2 separate regions of the Rattus norvegicus genome follow, and region 1 is linked to region 2. The links are chromatin contacts, called in public Hi-C maps. All regions are on one chromosome and are shown on one strand. Each heading gives the region's core, a stretch centred on a gene start, on an enhancer-like site or on the middle of the called end of the contact. The rest is flanking DNA. Distances are from core to core; before and after follow the strand shown. Region 1 has its middle 4.5 kb from the start of Wnt2b. Region 2 holds the start of Capza1 (capping actin protein of muscle Z-line subunit alpha 1).

Evidence for each region. A called contact is a pair of places that touch in the nucleus more often than the background predicts.
Region 1: a Hi-C map of Schwann cells shows a contact between it and region 2, with 8 times the contacts expected there. The contact joins the enhancer-like site here to the promoter of Capza1 in region 2. A contact is called at or near these places in 4 of 12 Hi-C or Micro-C datasets (the A7r5 cell line, Schwann cells, mammary epithelial cells and 1 more).

The regions. Positions count from the first base shown.
Region 1 is chr2:195,157,949-195,164,846 of GRCr8, reverse strand. No RefSeq gene overlaps it. Among named protein-coding and RNA genes, the nearest start is that of Wnt2b, 4.5 kb to the right of the region's middle. Within about 2 kb of position 1,281, at least 22 of the 93 cell types and tissues checked have an H3K27ac peak or open chromatin away from gene starts, as enhancers often do. A contact at or near this core is called in the A7r5 cell line and Schwann cells, where this site is marked.
Region 2 is chr2:195,048,167-195,055,412 of GRCr8, reverse strand. Capza1 (capping actin protein of muscle Z-line subunit alpha 1) reads left to right here and starts at 2,313. Exons shown (of 10, transcript NM_001109625.2): 1 at 2,313-2,638. The coding sequence starts at 2,600. It overlaps St7l (suppression of tumorigenicity 7-like), which reads right to left and starts at 2,474. Exons shown (of 14, transcript NM_001007639.1): 1 at 1,662-2,474. The coding sequence starts at 1,875.

The DNA of each region.
Region 1 (6,898 bases), core at 32-2,531, 110 kb before region 2:
GGACTGCACAGCAAGAACCTGTCTAAAAAAAGAAAGAAAGAAAGAAAGAAAGAAAGAAAGGAAGGAAGGAAGAAAGAAAGGAAAGAAAATTCCTCAGATGGAGTTTGTCTGATATTTTTCTCATGATTTCTTGTGACACTAGGATTACAAAAGAGATCACAGAGGAGGAAATCCTGACACTATCATTTCCATAGTTTTGCCTTTTGCCAGGAATGCACAGTTGGAACCACAGCCTTTCAAATCCACTTCTTTCTGCTAGTGATATCCAAGGGAAGCTCCTCCACGTCTGTTGATAGCTCATTTTATCACTAAAACATTCCATTCTCGCACACGCACAGCTCATGTATCCATTCATCTCTGAAGGGCATGTCAGTTGCTCCCCAGTCTTGTCAGCTACGGAGAGATTGGCTATCAGCGTCAGTGTGCAGGGTTTTGTAGCCATCCCAATGAATGAGCGCACTAACTTGATCACATGGTAAGAGTATATAGCATTAACTGCCTTCCCAACTCACTGGGCCGTTTTACCATCTCTCTGGCAACAAATGTTGCTCTGTAACGACAAGAGACTCAAGTGTTATTTTTGTCACTGGGGCAAAAACTATCGCCCTGACTCCAATAATGTTGAGCCTGATGGCCCTGCTGAAGTATTTGTCAAGTTTCTCCCGTGGTAAAATTCTTTTTCCCTTCCATCCTCCATAGCTGTGTTGTATTTGTTGGAAAGATGTCAGAATGCGCAACCCACACTTAAGGATTAATTATACTTCGTGTCATCGAATGTGCAGTGTCTACATAAGTTACTTGGAAGTCTTTCTATGAGGGAGATTTGTCCTTTCCCCATTTATTTATTTGTTCAGTTGTTTGTTTATATTAACTCAGACTCATGGATATTTATTTTATTTTTTGAATTACTATCCAGAAATGCTTTTATTTTTGTTGCTCATGGCCGCCTCGGCCATCAGGAGCTTTATAAATTTGTCCCTGTGTTCGTATGAATCCAATGAGTGACTATAAGCCACCTAAACAAAAGAAGCTCTCTGGAGAAACTTCGGTAATATTTGTGTTTCTAAGAGCAAAAATTCTGAGAATGTCCAGGGATCCCTTATCCAACCTGGCTACAGGTGCGTTTGGTTCTACAAGAAGGCGATTCGGTCCTGGTGGAATCCCTGAACGCCACTCTTCCACTCTTGGGAACATCTCCCTTCTCCGTGTCCAGCCCTGAAACCAGGAATCCCCAAAATGAAGCTCGGCCCTCTGTCCTTCCAGAAAACGCCACGGCGGGGCGCCCTGCGCAAGGGGTGCGTTCCAGCCGGCCGCGAGCGTCGCAGAGGGCTGGGCGTCTGGGCTCGCTCAGTCGGGTCTCCACGGAACCCCGACCCTGGCCCGACCCCGACGACCTGCCTCACCCCTGGGTCTGCGGCGTCTCTCTGGGCCACATCCGCGCGTTGTGACGCCCAGAACAGAGCGATCGCAGCGAGAGTGGCCCGCGGGCTCCACTCCCCTGGGCGCCCTCCCGCCCTCCGCTGCCCATTCCCACAGACAGCCGCGGGGCGCTCTCGGCCCCGACCCCGCCCTTCTCTCTGGTTCCGGGCTTTCACGGCAGGGCAGACCCTTAGCCAGCGCACCAAAAGCCAGCGATAAACAGCTGCAGCTGGAGACCTGGCTAATTGATACAATAAGTTCTGTAATTGCCTCGAAAATAAGGTAATGATTTGGCAGAGGGAATGCTTTGATCTTATCAGCCCAGAGAGATCTCTCCAAGGAAAATTCAGGGACTGGCTGGAGGCTTCCAATTTGGAGTGTAATGCCGAGGGCCAGCCTCATTCCCCCACTCCCACCCCTCCCCCACGTTCCCTATGTCCTTCTGCAAGTTCTGGGCTTTTCAAGAAGGGATTGCCAAGTCCTAAAATGACCGAAAAGTACACACAATTAGGCCGTGAGCTATGCGTCGAAGAGGGGTAGATTCTGGACTGTTCGGGAACAGGGGGATGTCCGAAATGTATAATCCAGTCCTGGAAAGGCTACAGAAGAGATTGGAATGGAGGTGGGAGGCTAGTTTGGCTCAGGCCTCAGACTTTTTTTTCACACAGGGAGGCTTGCTGGCTTGGACTTTACTCGTAGGTGGGGGTACCAGAGGAGAGAACCTTGTGTGCCCTGCCTCTCCAAGAACAAACACCCACACACACGCACGCACACCCACGCACGCGCGCGCACACGCACGCACACACATACACGCGCGTGTACACACACACACACACACACACACACACACACACACACACACACACACACGGGGAGCGCCGTGGGTGTCCCTGCAGGGCAGAGGCTCCAGCACAAAGAGGATTAGAGAGATGAGCTAATCTGGTTTGTATCCCAGACATGGCCCCAGAAAGGACCCTGTCTACTGATGTTTAAGGAGTGGAGTAGTGTCGAATCTTGCTTTGAGGGCCTTGCTGGCTGACACTAACAGAGACCTCACCCCACAGGCGTCCCTAAGACGCTAGAGTCCAGGCTTCAGGGTCAGATTTAGGAAACAGAGAGACAGAGGCCTTGGGGCATAACAGAATGGCCCATGCTAAAGAAAGAAGAGAAAGACAGAGGACCTTCCCCAGCAGAAACTAGCTCTCCATTCACTTTCCAGTGGGGAAACTGAGGCCCAACGTGGGAAAGTGACTTACAGTATTGTAAATAATGCCCAAGTACTGCGTTGAGTTGAAGGTAGAAAGCTTTTTTTTTTTTTTTTTTTTTTTTTAAATCTTTTCTGGCTCTTGGAGCTGAGGGCAGTTAAAGTCACATACCAGAGAACATAGAGAGTCAGGTAGGCAGGTACCAGAGAGATTCAGAAAGCCACAAAGATAGTTTTGCTTGTTTGGTTAGTCTTTTTAAAAGACACAGAGAAACCAATGGTGGAGAGAGAGAAAAGAAAAAAAGGATATGGATCACAGTTGTGCCTCCACCCCCTCTCTCGGGGGGCGGGGGGACGACAGAGGGATAGGGAGACAGACACAGACAGACAGAGGCCAACCAGGAGAGGCCAAGTGACAGAATTGAGAAAGAGGGACAGACAAATATCTGGACAGTAAGAAAAGGCAGACAAGGGAGACAGGAAGCAAACCTAGACCGTGGACTAGGACTAGACACATAGTCACGAGCTTAAGAAAATAGTACCCCAGAGGAGAGATGGGGAGAAAGGCCATGTGAAAGGGGGTAAAGTCAGGATTTGGGCTCACTGGGGGCACTCTAACATCCAGATCAGTTTGGGACCCAGAGCAAGCAGCAGGCAAGAAAGAGAGCTCAGTGCTTAGCCTACAGGATTCAGTCACATTGGGGCAAAGGCAGAACCTTTCTTTGAGGAGAGGCTGGCCAGTGACCACCCAGGATCCCAGTAGCACAGCCTGGGCCACTTGCCCAAGATGGCACTCAGCCTGTCCACTGCCTGGCTCTAGTCTCCTTATAGCTCAAGTGCTAAAAGGCTCAGACCACCCCAAAGTTCCCATCTCCCTTGTCTTCCCTTCCTGGTGTCCTTCTTCCTTGATGTCCTTCCTTCCTTCTTGGTCCTCTGGGGAAGGTTGCTGTCTAGCCACTTACTAACTGGGAGGAAAGGGATGCTGTGCCATCAAGCCCCCTGCTTTGGCTGGATGTTCCTTTCTCCTGTGCCCCTCCCACACCCCAAGCCTGATTGGCCTAGCCTCTTACAGACAGTTCCTCACCTCGCCTGAAACCTCATAAATACCAAGCAGAGGCCAGCTAGGCTGTGTAACAAGCCAACAGCCCCACTGCACTCTCCTTTAAAATCTTTGGGTTCTCCTCAGTCCCCAGATACCTGGGGTGGATAGCAGGGCAGGAGGTGGGGCATCAGGCATGGTGTGAACCTGGCCCTAATTCAAAAGAGACCTGCCTTAGTCTGCAAAGAAATCCCAGGAAAGGCATCCGGGGGGCCCCTCGTGTATGCAGCAAGCTCAGGAATTCCTTGACTTCCATCCAACAACCCCCCCCCAGCCCCTTCTTGGCCTTTCTCTCTCTGCTCATTACCATCCCCACCACCTCCCACCCACCAGGAAAGAGAAGGTCATCGCCAACTAGGGCCCAAGGAAAGGGGGCTTTTTGGAGGATAGGCCAGGGTGGAGCCAGGGCTGTTTACACACATCAGCTTCCCTTAACTCATCTCCACGCCCATCCAAAGGCCAGGAACAATCTAAAGCCACTCAGCGTACAAAGCTGAGCCCAATGTATAGGGGGACCTGAACCCTAAAAGGCCTCGGTGGACAGCAGAGCACAAAGTGAGCTATGGAATCTGAGCGTGGAATCTCCTTTTTATGCCCACTTTGAAAAGGGCAAGAGATTACGGTGCCACTGAGAGCTGATCTGGAAGCTGTCTGCAGAAGGACATTTGGCAGTGTGCGTGCGTGTGTGTGTGTGTGTCTGTGTCTGTGTCTGTGTGTGTGTCTGTGTGGTGAAGGGGTGGGGTGGGAAGGGGGACAGCCTGAGATTCCTTGGGTCTCTATTAATGCTTATTCTATCTGCCGCATACAGCCTTGAACCCAGAGGTTAGACATCACCTTAAGGCCTTCTCCGCCTGTGTCCATTCGGATGCTCTTGTCAGTGGCAGGCACATAGCAGGTACTCACTAAGTATGACTTGACCTCCAGACCGGTGTCAGACTCTCGAATCAGAGGCTTCTCCTGCAGGCTCCCATAACTCAGGCAGTGGGGGGCTGGGGCATAAGCTAGAGGAGCAAGGCACAGCCACCAGGATTGACCCTGGTTCTGGAAGCCCCACAGCAGGCTCTTGCGTGAGGAGCTGAGCTCTCCAGTAGTGTCTAGGACTTTGAGGCTGGAAGTTTATTTTGAGATTTGAAGCTCCAAAGTGGCAGATCCCAGAAAACCTCTTCTCTGGCTCCATAATTGTTCTCTAGTTAAGTGGTTGAGTGCTCTTGCAGTCAGCTGGCTCCTGCAGCCCGGGATCTGGGGACTGAGTAGAGGGGGGGAGAAGGAACAAAGTCTCTTCCTGGGTTCCCTACTCTAGGCCAGGGGTAGCCTGTAAGCTGTGAGGGATCTTGTCTCCTCAATCCCCTCCCTTCTTGGAGCTGCTGACGTTTTAGGGGTGGGGGCTTATATCAGAAATATACTTCAATAGTTGAGCATCTGTGTTGTGCCAAGACACGGTCCCACTCAGCTATGGTGATAGTTGAAGCCAAAGAGGGGCCTCAGATGTGAATCTGGGGCCCACGTGGGTGAGTCCACCCAAATCAGATGTGATCATCTCCAGCTCCCATCCCACAACCCCAGGCTCATGTGTACAAATAAACACAGGGCCAGAGTCACACCCAGGTCTAAACACATGGGGGAGTCTGGGGACAGCATCCAAGCTGGAAGACTTAGGCCCTGCAAAGGGGTGGAGCTGGGTTGGGAGGAGGTAAGAGTAGTCCAAGGAGAGGGCTTCAGCCAGGAAAGCCTAACTTACAGCCTCTTACCTGACCACCACAGGGGAACTGGCTAGAGCCTGTTCTGTACCAAACGCTTAGCAGGCCAGCTAGAAGTCTACCAGACTGCAGGAATGGGGGCGGGGGTGGGTGACATGGAAAACTGCTGGTTCTGCTCGCTCCCAGTATTCACCCCTTCCCTTTTCTCATCCAAAGCCAGCCCAGCCCCACCAATGATGATGGGCACCTTCTCTCCTCCTCACCTTAGATCACACTCCATTCATTTATCTGAGCTCTCCTCCTCCCTAGGGCACTCTGCTCCATTTAACCTACCCCTTTGATGGTCCCTGTCCACCACCTCACTCCTGTCTAGGGGGTGTCTACTGACTCTGCCCCTCACAGTGCTCTACACCACAAGCTGCCCAGCTTATTTCCTGCCTCCTCATACCCTCTCTTCATTATCACTGTTGATGAGGCCCCCTTACCCTGCCTGATCGCCCTCAGCCCCCCAGCTCTCTGCACTTATCACTTTGTAACATTCCACTGGTTCACTTCTAAGGTTTATTATCTATCTTGCTCAATAAAGTGTAGGCTCCACGAAGGCAGAAATGCTTTTTTGGTGTGTGTGTATATGTGTGTGTGTGTGTGTGTGTGTGTGTGTGTGTGTGTGTGTGTGTGTGTGTTTTCGGAGGCCAGCACAACCCTATCAGATGAAAGAAAATATTTGTGGAATTGACACATCCACTTTGCCTCTTACCACGGAAACTGCAGGCAGGGAACTGAGTTGTGGGGAGAGAGGATGAACGGCCCTCTGAACTTTTCTCTCTTCTCTGTCTCTGAGATGTCTGCAGCCAGCTGCACCCTGTCCTTCACACTCTGGCATCTCTAACGCCCCCACCAAACACGGACTGACAGTGAGTTTGGGGTTAAGGTGGGTGGGCAGTCACCAGCATGATGTTTACATGAGGACTTTATATAGTTTAGATAAAATCACAAGAGGAGGCATGAAAGACACCGGGGAATGGGAGGCTAGGCAGGAGAAACTGAGGCTGAAGGAGTTAGGCCAGACCTCAGAGTAGATCTCCTGTTGGAAGACTCCGGGTTTTAAAGAATTTTTATGTTTCAGTAAGGTTCATTCTGCCCCCGCGGGGCTTCTACTTCACATAGGGAAGTGCGAGCCCGTTGTGGGTTGGGAGCAAGGGGAGCATAAAAAAGGGAGCAAGGTATCCTTCCAGCCCACATCACCTCTCCACCTCTTCCCAACTAGCCCCCTCCCCCGACTCTGCGGGACTTTGGAAGAACCGGTGGAGAGGAAGAAGTGTGGAGAGGGAGGGGGGAGAAAAGGCACCAGTGCTTCTACCCTCTCCACAGGACCCCCACCACCGGCCTCTGGTGCGGGAAAGCAGCCCAGCTGTTTCTGATTCTTTCCTAGTCGCAGCTCCGCCCGAGGGGGTGGGGGACGGAGATACTGGGAGAGAC
Region 2 (7,246 bases), core at 1,064-3,563:
CAAACTTACTGTGGATCTGAGGATGGCCTTGAACAACTGTATCTACCTGTATTGGTAAAATACAACTGCATCTAACTGTATCTGTATCTATCTCCCCAGTCCTGGGATCACAAGTGTGTATTAGCATTCCTGGTTTATGGGTGCAATGGATTGAAACCCATGGCTTCCTGTATGCCAGGGAAGCACTCTATCAACTGAGCTACATCCACAGCCCCAATTTTGAGTTTTAAAAGAAACAAAAATCTGCAATAGTCAACTGCTTTCATCTGAAGGGTACATGTAGTCAAAACACAGGCGATAAACCAAAGTTAGCAGGCTTGACAGTTCAAACCTGCAATACTAACATTCTGGAGGCCAAGGCAGGAAGGTCTCCAGCTTGAGGAGATCCTGGACTATAAAGAGGGACGTGTATAAAAACAATTTTTAAGGCAGGCTACAGGCTGGAGAGATGGCTCAGAGATTAGGAGCACTGACTGCTCTTCCAGAGGTCCTGAGTTCAATTCCCAGTAACCACATGGTGGCTCACAATCATCTGTAATAGGATCTGATGCCCTCTTCTGGTGTGTCTGAAGACAGCTACATACATTAAACAAAGAATTAAAGCCAGGCTAGCTAGTATATGTCTCTAAATCCGCCACTTAAGAAGTGGCTCAAGGGATCAGGTATTCAAGGTCAGTCTTGGTTATATCCTGGCCTCAAGACAACAACAGTAGAAAAATAAATGAACAACTCAATGAACAGCATTTTAATGAGCACACAAATTACGTCATGAAACTATTACAGATAAATTAGACCGTATGTGGTGCCTGTCCTCTAAAATACCCAAAGCATTTTAGAGCACTATCCTATGGTCTTTCATGTCATCTCATGGGACTCTCTAATAGAAATATTTCCACCTTCTGAGGCTGCAGAAATAAATTCTGCAATAACACCACAAAAGGTCCAGGACCCCATCTTTTCATCCTGCCTATGGCTAAGGAATAGCATTTGCAGAATCTGCATGGATCAACACTGTTTACAAATTTTATCTTTAGCCCAGGCCCCGTGACACTGTACAACTGCGGAAGGAAAATACTAAACAACCTCACTGTTGTCAGTGCTTCTCTCTCCTCTCTCTCTTTCCTGTACTATCTTATTACTCATAACAAAGTCTGAAGGATAAAAATATTACGAAAAACGTTTCTTAATTGAACCGTCTTACAATAAAAGTATGATCCACTAAAATCATAGCATTTTCTATCTTGTATTACAGATATGCTTATCTTAGGTTTCTGGTGTAGGTTAAGTTCAGCAGCTGGAGACTCAATGGTACGGTTTTTCAAAGAGCCCTGCAAGCAATAAGAATGTATATACATTGTGTGTACCTATCTGGGAATGCTCTCTTCTGCCTTACTACCTGAAGCTTGCAGCTTGACAGGTAGCTTTTCCGGTGGTAACGTAGGCAGAACAGAGAGGGCGAACCTTCAGAGCTCTAGGGAGGGGCCGGTAAACTGCAGCACAGGTTTAACAATTAGCTGCCGGGTTGCTGTGGCCCAAAAGAAAAAATAAACCCACTGGAGCATGCAACACCAATTTCCTTCTGCAAAGCCCTCCATGACTCCCTGAGAATCTCTGATCTTTGGTGCTTGTCCCCGACTGTCCAGGAGGTTTGGGCCTCTCACCCGCTGTCACGTTGTCACACAGCCTCAGCGGGACCCTCAGAGCGTAAAGCAGCCCCAGCCCCGCCAGGAACCACAGCGTGGACCCAGAGTTCGCCAGCCCGGCCTTCAGCCGCTCTTTCCAGCCCAGCGGCGGGCCCAGGCCCAAGCCGGGAACAGGTGCATGGGGACACCCCACAGCCCGCGCGGCTTCCGCGAAGTAGTCTCCGTCCGCCATCTTGCGTCTCCGGCAGGCGCCGGGACCTGGGAGGGGAGAAGGGCCGGAAACCCGGAGTTGGGAATCCTGGGATAGTGGCGGACTTGAAGCTGGCCTCTGTCTAGGCTGAGTCCTGGGGAATTGGACGGAGGTCTGGAAGGTGGCGGAACGCCTGGAAGGTGGCCTACTCTGGGGCTACCTAGTCCTCTAGGAGGGCGGGGAAGGATCCGATGGTGGCACTTATTCTGCAGGAAACGGACTCAATGTGGCGCTGGAGAGAAGTGGTTTTGGTTCCGTACGTGGTTGGGGGTCACCTTTCGCCCTGTGCCGGCGTTGGAAAAGTACTGATGTCTCCTAGAGCCGAGCAGCTCTTAGTGCACTGGACTCGGCGGCCTACGAGACCAACGGGATCAGGAAAACTTCTAGGTGTAGCAACTGCTACTTGACCAGAGGGAGCCCAGGCGCCATGGACAGTCGAGACACGCCACCAAGCATTCCAGGACGAATGGGAAAGTGACTGAAACCCAGTGAGAAAGATGTTAAGACTGCAAAACCCTGAGGGGAAAGTCGACTTCCTAGAGCGCTCCCACCCTAAGCTGTCACGCCCGCGCGGAACTGACATGGCGCCCTCTTGGCCGGAGCTTCCGGGCGGGTCCTTCTGACGGCCCCCTCGGTGATTCCACCACTCAGCTTCCTTCCCGGCTTGCCTCGCGCCGGCCCGCCGGGCTGGGCCAGAGCAGCCAAGATGGCCGACTTCGAGGATCGGGTGTCGGATGAGGAGAAGGTAAGGGGTCCGCCTCTTTTACTTCCTCCCCCGACGAGGCCCAGGGGTCCGAGCCGGCAGCAGTGGGAAACCTGGTGGTGACCCCTGGAAAAAGAAGGTTGTTTCCCGGTGCTAGCATATTCCCTCTGCATCCGGGACGCTTCCTTCCTTAAAGGAGATTTCGTTTGCCTCACGGTGGCCCCAGTCCCCCATTCCTCAACTCTTCTTTTCATTCCGGACCGAACACAACCTTCCTTCAAAAGAGGAGACACTTTGTCTGATTGACTTAACTGTAGACTCTTTACTGTGTAAGAGAGGAGGAGAATGTGATGTCGGGACGTGTCAGGCAGCAGTTATTTTACCGCCTTTGGCTGTTGGGGCTCACCCCATCCCCCCATTTATAGGTATGATTGGGGTTAGTTTAGAACGAGTCACTTCCTGATCAGAGTGGCCTCCTTAACTTCCCTTTTGCTCCTCCTTCCTCAGGAAGTGATTTTGCTGTCAGGACTCCTTGTCAGGGAGAGGTCCTCTGGTGTTGCCTGTCCACCTAACCTACACACCCTCATCTTTTCTTAACTACTGACGACTAAACTAATTGGATAAAAATAAATCAGTAAACCTCAAGGGATTTGCTTAAGAATTTGACGAACACCTTTATTCTGCTTATGCTCTCTTGTGTGCACGTTTAGCCCCAAGGTGACTCCGACTCTTCTGTTTTAACTATAATTTTTTTTCAAAGTAGTTTTTTTTACTTCCGGTTAAACCGTGAGAAGTAGGCAACAGACTTGTTTCAACTCCAGAAAGGTTATGTAGCAAATAAACCTCACATTTAACACATTCAGTTTGGATGAAACACCCAACCCTTTTTTGATGACCAACTGTAGTGCTTTATAGCTGGGGTTGTCAGAATGTCGTTTGTGTGCCTAGATCTTTAAAGGTGTTTTAAATACAAGGGTGTATCCCAAATTTGATAGGATAACTTTTCCTGACAACCACATATATTTGCTAAACAGTTTGTTCAAAAAGGAAAGAAGTGCCAGGTTCTTCCATAAACACAGAATCTTAGGGTGGCTAGAAGTTAAAATGGTTTCACTAGATAACTACTTATGGGACAAGAATGTGTCTTTTGTTTCCTGCAGTGCCTGTTAGCAAAGTATGTGCCCTCCGGTGTTCTATAAAATCTGCCTGGGTTCTTTTTTGTTGTTTTGTTTTGTTTGTTTTTTATTAGATGTATTTCTTTACTTACATTTCAAATGTTATTCCCTTTCCCAGTTTCCTGTCCATAAGCCCCCATTACCTCCCATCCACCCCCCATACGGGTGTTCCCCCCATCCATCCCCCTTACCGCCCCCCCCCATTCCCCTGCACTGGGGGGGTCCAACCGATTGTTGGGGGGGGAACAGATTATTTTTGATCACTTCTTCAAAAAGAATAACTTAATATATACCTGTGTAAGAATGAGCCACTGTCTTTAAATGCTGAAAAGGGTGCTTAGCACCTTTATAAACACTTAACAGGGACCAGGATGGCAGTTTGTTACTAGAGTACTTAACATGTGCAACATCCTGTGTTTGAACTTCATTGTTAGTAGGACAAAAACTAAAAAGCCACCAAATAACACTTTAGTATTGGTTTCTCTTATTTGAACATTGAGTATTATAAATATTAAAGACCTAAGAAATCAAAACTCACACAAAGAAAACTATGACAACGTTTATTATAAAACAAATACTTTTGGTTCACATAACATTAAGTTAGAGTGAAACTTTATTCTATTTCTTGAGACTGTGTCTTATGTGGCTCATGTAAACCTCTAACTCACTATACAGCCAAGAATGACCCCAACCCTAATCTGCCAGGCTTTCTCAAATGGTGCTAGGCACATACCATGATACTTAACTTTATTGCTTAGTTTTAATAATGATAAACAAGCCAGTAATAAGTAGTAAGTCTGCTGATAAATTGCTGATAAATCCTATTCCTATTTTAGTAAAGAGCTTTTGATGTTTTGTATTTGGGGGACAGATTCTTGTTATATATCCCTAGCTGATCTGAAACTTGTTCTGTAGACTGGTCTGATCTCCAATTTGCCCTCCTGTCTTTGCCTCCCATGGTTCTAGGTTTAATAGAGATTTTTTTATTTGTTTTGTTTTTGTTTTTTATTAATTGACTACATTGTCTTTATCAATGTAGATATGTAGTATAATGATACAGTAAAATCCCTATGCTTTGATCCAGGCATGGTGGTGCATGCCCTTAATCCAAACATTCAGGAGGCAGAAACAGGCAGATCTCTGAGTTTGAGGCCAACCGTGACTACATAGTGAGTTCCAGGACTACATAAAGAGACCCTAGTAACTTGAGATTCCTGTAATTTTATTAGATTCCTTTCCTCAGAGTTGACAGGCACATTCACATCTCTCTAAATCTATGACTATAAAGAAAGGCTTTCTGGGTGGAAGTGATGCTGGGACACATCTTTAATTCCAGCACTGGGAGGCAGATTTCTGTGAGTTCGAGGCTAGCCTGGTCTACAGAGGAAGTTCTAGGACAGCCAAGAACCTTGTCTTGAAAAGAAGGAAAAGAAAGGGCTTTGTAAGACTTCTTGATTTTTGAGCTTCTTACCTACTTTGCCTGCTTTTCCTTCTAATCTTTAATTGATTCTTAACAGAAATTGAAAAGCTAGCGGAAAAGGCTGGTCCTGGTGGTACCTGTCCATAATAATTTCAGCTCTTGAGAGATAAAGGCAAAAAGAATTAGGAATTCATGCCCATGCTTAGCTACATAAATGAGATCCCTTTCTCAAAAAATAAAATGTTTTGCAGTGGGGTGTGTGTGTATGTGTCTGTCTGTCTGTGTCTGTGAAAAGATTATACTAATCTTGAATGTCTTGAGATTCATAAGCAAGTAGCCCTGATGATATTTTTGCAGTAATTGTTTGTTTGTTTACTTTGATTTGTTGAGACAGTCTGAATTCTGTAGCTCAAGCTGATGTGGAACTCACTGTGTAGCCCAGACATAACTCCCAGTGACACTTCTGTCTTGAGGTCCTTGGTGCAGGCTTACAGTCGTGAGTTACCATCCAAGCAGTACAAACTAATCTTAAATCTTTCAGGGCCTAGCTGCTTAGGAAGCCAAGGCAAGAGGATAGAAAAATGTAAGGTCTGTCCAGGCTACAAAGCAAATGAAGTACAGCCTGGAAAACTTGGTGAGACTGTCTCAAAAAATGGAAGGGAAGTGGGAGATGGACTGGACATGTAAGTCAGTCAGTGGTAGAGTACTCACAGGCATCTGCAAAGTCCCTTGGAGAGTCCCCGGGTCTACAGGCTATTCGAGCAGTAATTTCTACTTTGAATTCTTGAAAGAAATCCAGAATGTTCATTTTCTTCTTTCTTGTTGAAGACTTCAAATACATTTGATTTGGGGTTGGTCTGTTTTGTTATTATTGTTCTGTTTTCAATCTTATCTTTGTATGTTCTGTGAACACAGTAAGCCCGGACATAAGTTTGGCATTTGAGGCCTTTTTTCCCCCCCTCAAACATTTCTAAAAGCAAGTAAAATCATTTTTGTAACCAGCTGCAAAAGCTTTTATCATCCCCCCCCCCCCCCCAGCTGAGGACCGAACCCAGGGCCTTGTGCTTGCTAGGCAAGCGCTCTACCACTGAGCTAAATCCCCAACCCCAGCTTTTATCGTTTTTAAAGAGGAAGGGTGTTTGTTTGTTTGTTTGTTTTTTGTTTTGTTTTTTTTATCCTTTTTTCCACTTCTGCATCATTACCTGAAATAGAGTGAGCTGTCTGAACAAAGCAGGAAGTGAGACATATACTAACCAGCAGCTAAGTGCTTCTAGTCTTATCTGGTAGTTGAATTTCTGTGAACTATTCCAGGTACTTACCCTTTTCAGTTAACTTAGTTCCAAATGCTTACCAAGATCAAGATACCTGATTAGGAAGTTTGAAGTGTGAGATGAGTGACTTGTTTGTGTTCTCTGCCTCATCTGTTTTATTTCATGATTCAGCTTTGATTTGTTGGGTTTTTTTTTAATGTTCTTTTTATTTGTTTTTTGTTTCCAGCAGTGTGAAAAGAATTCTAGGATTGAACAATACTGATTAGCATGGTTTTCCTTTTAACCTAATGAATAAAATATGTGCATACACCTTTAAAAATGCTGAAATGTAGATGTGTCTGCTTTTAGTTTAGACAGTGGTATCATTTGCTAGAGTTGGTTTGGTTTTTGTTTTGGTTGTCCCATTGGATATTCGGGTTTTGAAACAGTCTCATTCTGTAGCTCACAGTCTCCTCACTCGATGGGTGCTCCTGTTTCAGCTTCCTGGGATGCGAGGATTATAAGCATGTGCCTATTACATCACACCTGGATTAAGGATTTTTTTTTTAAGCTCTTTTTGTTTAATTGCTTTGTTCTGTTTTTAAAGCAAGATCTTAGTATGTAGCTCAGGCTAGCCTAAAATTGGTTATGTAACCAAGGCTGCCCTTGAAACTGACATCCTGTCTCAGCCTCCAGAATGCTGGAATTATACGTGTAAACTATAAAAGCTGCTGTCGCCGCCTCAGCCACCTCCTCCTCCTCTTATTCTTCCTCCTCCTCCTTCTAGAAACAGGTTTATCAAACC